2 separate regions of the Triticum aestivum genome follow, and region 1 is linked to region 2. Evidence: chromatin contacts called from public HiCAR-type data. All regions are on one chromosome and are shown on one strand. The core of a region is the stretch at or near the end of the contact, and the rest is flanking DNA. Distances in the headings are between cores, read along the strand shown.

Region 1 (2,795 bases), core at 66-2,565, 140 kb before region 2:
ATTTTGACGAGAACCATTGAGATGGTACAGTGAGAATACACCATAGCGAGCTAACAAATACAACTATGTGGCAAACTATTGTAAGCTTCTAGCTATATGGTTATCGCTTGTTCTGTACATGATACATCATTCATCTCTGACTCACACAGCAGATTAATAAACAAATAAATGACTGCAACATTTCGGATTTTTGAAGGTGTTGCATGCCTTAAGTTTAGATTGAACAACGGGTATCATCATGACTCAAGTTGCGCCCATCCCCCATGACGAACTGGAAACCCACCCCACACCAAAACATGTAATTGAAGGAAGTTTGAGATTACCCTTACATCTTCAAACAAACTAGCAATTGTGAATTTGTGATCTGACATCCTCAAGCAAGGATGTGATTTGAAGGTACAGATAAATTGCCACAGGCAGGAACCCTGAATCTCTACGGATGGTGATCTGAATTAGAAAAAACTAGCAGCAGCAGCAGAGCACTTGCCTCGATCTCCTGCCTTAGGTTGTGGATGTCCTTGTCGCTCTTCCCATGCTTAAGAATAAACTTCATGGCGACAGTCTGCATCAAATTCAGACAGGAGAAGGAAATAAACTTTATATTGGGGAAAACGCGGACAAATCGATCACTCCTCCCTTGCACCACCGGAACGCGGTAGAGGGGAGGGAGGGGTCTGATGCGAACCTGTCGGCTGTACTTGCGCCTGCCCTTGTACACCTTCCCGAAAGACCCCTCCCCGACGAGCTCGACCACGTGGTAGTCCTCCACCCCCATCTCCCGCTAGTCGCGCGCGCAAAACCCTAGCCGCAATCCACGCCTCGGTCAGAAAATAAAAATGAAGCGCCAAACTCGACCCGAATTCGAGCCGCGCGCCCAAGGGGGGCAGCAGAATCGAACTCACTGAGCACTGGCCGTGGATTCGCCGCTGTTGGAGCGGCGCGAGCCTGGACGGGGCGAAGCTCCCCGCCGGCCGAATCCAGTCGGGGTTGACGACGTGAGGCGCGGGGAGGGCCTGAGGGCTTGGGGGCAAGTAAATCCGCGCGCGGCTCAACCTGGGGCCCGCTCCGCCTCGCCGTGCGAGCGTGCGTGGGCGCAGCTTCGGCCGCGTCCTCCGCCGCCGGCCGCCGGAGGGGGGCGAATCGGGCGCAGGCGCCGCCGCTGGCGGCGATCTGGGTGGATGGGAGGTGGGGAACCGGAGGTCGCCTGATCTGCGCAGTGGCCTCCGCTCCGCTCCGCGCCCGTGCACTGGCTTCGGGGTTGGGAGTTCGATTTGGAATTTCGAATGGCTTTTTCTTGAGGGGGAGGAAGAAAAGCGGCTGTGCGAGCTTAAATATTTTTCCCGCTCGCTGCGGAAAATCTCGGTGAGGTCAAAACGGCTATCTTTGACTACTTGGGCCGTACTAATTTTTTTTTTGAGAAATACTTGGGCCGTACTAATGCCTAGAGGTTTCCGTGTGTGCCATTAGCAGGCCTGTTTGGCGTGAAATGTGGCCCATGAGAGTTTCCACCAAACAACCCCAGGTACTAACTTTTTTATTGATGAGAACCCAAGGTACAAACTACATCAATTCTCAAAAAAAAAACTATATCTATACCCCTCTATATCTATATATGTATCTATACCAATATAAAAAAGACCCAAAAAGAAAGATCCAATTAATCTCAGCCGCTATCAGACCATGTCAATCCAATGACATGTATTGCTCCAATGGTGGGTGTTCAACATGTTTAGCATCAATTAATATCATACTGAGTATCAACGTATGGATTAGTCGCATAATTAATGTGTAATTGATATCCACCTAATATTAACATGCAATTAATTTTCTCCCTAACATTAATGTGCATTGAACCTACCAATTACTAGTTTGGATAAAGCGCAATTTGGAAATCACTAGTTAAGGGAATACCCCCTTGCAAATATCACTCCCGCTTTCTCTGGTGATGACAAATGACGCGCTGCATGTGCTTCACTTGTCGCAACCTATGAGTATTGTGTTCCTTCGTAGATTCCTTTTTTCAAAATGTTTTATCGCTCGAAGCATGCGTCCAAATCACAAATTATTTTCACCGTTGTGTTCTCGCATCAAGATCTTCGAAACTAGATCACTTGTTAATAGATTTAGATGAACCTATAAAAAAACAAAAACAAAAAAGGAAACCATAAAAACCAAAAGAAAAGAAAGGAAAACCAGAAGCACAACTGTGCTTCACACGGAAGCACATTTGTGTTTCACTTTTTCTAGAAGCATAGTATGTGCTTCATGCGAAAAACACAACTATGAATTTCACTATTTGGAAAAGCACAGGTTATGCTTCACGCAATGCACAACTGTGATTTTCACTTTTTCACGCGGAAGCACAATTGTGCTTCATTGGGAAACATAATGTGCTTTTCAAATTGAGTGCTTCACAAGGGGAAAAACCCCAAAAAACATTTTTTTTCCAAGGAAACTTAAGAAAAAGTCACGAAAAAATTGAAAAGCCAAAAGACGAGGGAAAAGTCCAAAAATGTGTGCAAAAAACCCAAAAAAAAAACGTGCTACCACGGGTGCATCCAGCGCGCAACATGTGGCAATGGTTGGGCGCACCAATTGGTAGCTGGATGAGCATCCCGAGCACAAGGGGTACCCTTTGGGTAGTTGCTCCCACGCAATTTTTATTTATCTGTGCAATCCCTCTGCCATGTTTTTTCTATTCTTTGGTTTTCCACTCTGCTTACATTTTATATTTCTTATTTTATTTTATTATTTATTTATTTATTTACTTTGTTTATTTTCTATGTTTTGATTCT
Region 2 (2,728 bases), core at 59-2,558:
GCGGAACGGTTTTATTCGCTCTTTAGTATTTGCGCCCGTCCGCAACTCAAGGTGAGTGCGGCTTTAGAGGACCTTGGGTGCATTGCCTTCCGGCGCACCTTTGGCCCACTTGAGCGGGAGCAATGGGAGGAGCTGCTGGAGTGCATAGCCGTCCACTCCCCCAACCTTGAGCATGACGCCATCTCCCGGAATCTTAAACCAAGTAGCACATTTTCGACCAAGTCCTTGTACCACACGCTTTTGGCCACTCCTAGTCCAGCGGAGCTGACTCTCCTATGGGAGATCAAGCTGTCGATGAAAATTCGCATCTTCCTTTGGCAATGGGTGCGCAACCGCTTACCTTCGGATATGAAAGTATTGACACGGAATGGTCCCAATAATTGGTTGAGCCTACTATGTGGAGTTCTGGAAGACTCCAACCACATATTCTTCCGCTGCCCGTCAGCGATCTTCCTTTGGAGTTGTTTACGGAATGTCATGGGTGGGACTTGGTGCCATGATAATCTCCCGGACATGTTCCGGGAGATCCTTGGCTTTCCGTGCAGGGTTCGCCCATCCCTTTGGGTGGCGATGGGCACCCTCATGTGTACTTTAGGGAATGTGCAATAAACTAGTGATTGAGCATGTGCCTTGCGACTGATGTTATCTACAAAATGTGTGACTTCTTACAGCTCTAGAGACCCCTTAGCAAGCGGCACGATCGGGACAACATCGACGTGATCATTGCGGGACTTTACTTCACCGACCCCTCCACCTCCGCCCGAGCCGGACTAATTATTAGGCCGCACTTATTTTGCAGGGGTTTGATGTGTTGTGCCCCCAGCTGAACTTATTGTGTACCTTGTTGCACTCCTTGCTTTTGTTTGATGTTGTCGGATGTTGGTGCGGTTGCTTTATACTCCATCCGTCTCAAAATAAGTATCTCAACTTTGTACTAGCTCTAGTACAAATTTGTACTAAGCTCAAGACACTTATTTTGGGGCGGGGTGAGTATAATATAAAGCCGGGAACTTTTTTATCTACCTCGGCCGACCTTTGTGTCTATCTGCCAAAGTGTTTCAAACCTCAACGAATTAACAATTTATGTTGTTTGTTTATATGCGTGCACTCAGGTGTTCGGCTCATTTGCTATTTGTCAGGTTCTTGTCATGGGCTCCCTACGTGAACCACCACCAGGATCGCACCTACTGTTCTTGCACGCATCTGATTTTTATCCACCCGCAAAAAACCGTATCTGATTTTTATTGACAGATTAGGGGTTGGAGGACAAGCAGCACTCCAAATCAGGGGTGCTATCTCCCGTGCGGCGATCTCTTTACTTTACCTTCCAAGCAAGCAACCATGGCGCAGCCTCGCGACAGGAAGGGGGACACAATAACACGCTGCCATGGACGCCACCACCGCAAACTTGGAAGCAAATAACCTCACTCCTAATTACAGAAATTACCACGCGCCCCGCCATATACTAGGAAAGTCATAAGTGAATTAACCATCCTCTCCATTTTGCTATCTACTATAAGCCACGAGTTCTCCACGCGCGACGGACCGGGTAAAAATCGCCACCTTTTTCCTGCCTTTTCTTTCCTACCTCCCCGGCCACATCCACGGGCATATTCTCAGCTCCCTCTCCCTAGTCTCTCTATATATAGGCCATTTCCATTCACACGTTTTCTCTCGTCTCCGTTCACGATCGATCCGCATCGCCGTCGCCCTCGATCGCCTTCCCTTCCGCACAGTAGGTGCCCCCCTCACCTACCCCAAATCTTTGCGCAATTCACACGGATTCGCACGCCCACATGCTTATTATATAGCCCCCGATTGTGTTGTTCATCTGTTGTTCCAGGACTCCCAGGGCCTGCTGAAACCTGCTTCTTCTTCTCCGTCGTCATCTTCGTCTTCGTCTTCATCGTCTTCTTCTTGTGGAGATCGACCAGATGACTGGCTGCAACGGTAACGGCAACTCGTCCGCCTCGGCCATGGGGCATCAGGTACTTTCATCGATCGACCGATGCCATCTCTCTGAATCGAACCCCTCCCCTGTTTCTGACGGAGTTTCGACACACACGCCAATTCAGCCCGGGAGAAAGAACCGTTCGGTTGCTTGAGGAAATTTTCCTTTCAACGCTCACGGGCGCCCTGTTGCTGTCGTTGATGCTGTCCTGCTCTCCTTTTTCTGCGAAGAAACAATGCAGTGTTGCGTGTCGACGACCGGTTACCGGAAGATATTTTCTAGCTGAGCGTTATCTGAAGATTTTATTTTACTTTAGGTCCGTTGATGTTTCTTCATGCACGCCGAGGACGAGGAGCGTTTATCTGAACATTTTATTTCCGAGCCGGTTACCAGAAGAACACTCCAGCACAAAGTACTCTGTTCGGTTGGGTCATCTCACTAGTCGCGTGCTGTGTAATTTTCTTAGCACAAAAGAGAGACTTTTGCACTGCACGGGTAATCGGAGTCTTCTTATTTGAATCGCACCCCAGCCACGCAGTGCAGATGTTTTCTCCCACTTATCCCCAACAGCTACACAACAAAACCGGTCAAGTCAAATCAAATCATGCGTGTCGTCGATCAATAGGGCCATAGGAGGGGGTTGCTTTTGTTGACTACACATACAAACCACACATAATCGCTGCGTCGACTTTACACGAGCCATTTCTTTATCTTTGTTTTGTTCTGCAGATTCTTTTATGCTGATTTTTTGTGGCCGTTAAGAAAAGTCGAACTCTG

The links. HiCAR-type assays count read pairs that join an accessible place to other places.
Region 1: a contact with region 2 is called in a HiCAR-type map of leaf, with 6 times the contacts expected there. The contact joins the promoter of LOC123043593 here to the promoter of LOC123043591 in region 2. A contact is called at or near these places in 3 of 5 Hi-C or Micro-C datasets (leaf and root) and 1 of 1 datasets of contacts at active chromatin or transcription factors (leaf).

Annotation. Positions count from the first base shown.
Region 1 is chr2B:80,079,992-80,082,786 of IWGSC CS RefSeq v2.1, reverse strand. It overlaps LOC123043593 (serine/threonine-protein kinase TIO), which reads right to left and starts at 1,315. Exons shown (of 23, transcript XM_044466090.1): 1 at 903-1,315; 2 at 686-801; 3 at 488-562. The coding sequence starts at 775.
Region 2 is chr2B:79,943,328-79,946,055 of IWGSC CS RefSeq v2.1, reverse strand. It overlaps LOC123043591, which reads left to right and starts at 1,308. Exons shown (of 6, transcript XM_044466087.1): 1 at 1,308-1,739; 2 at 1,844-1,988. The coding sequence starts at 1,935.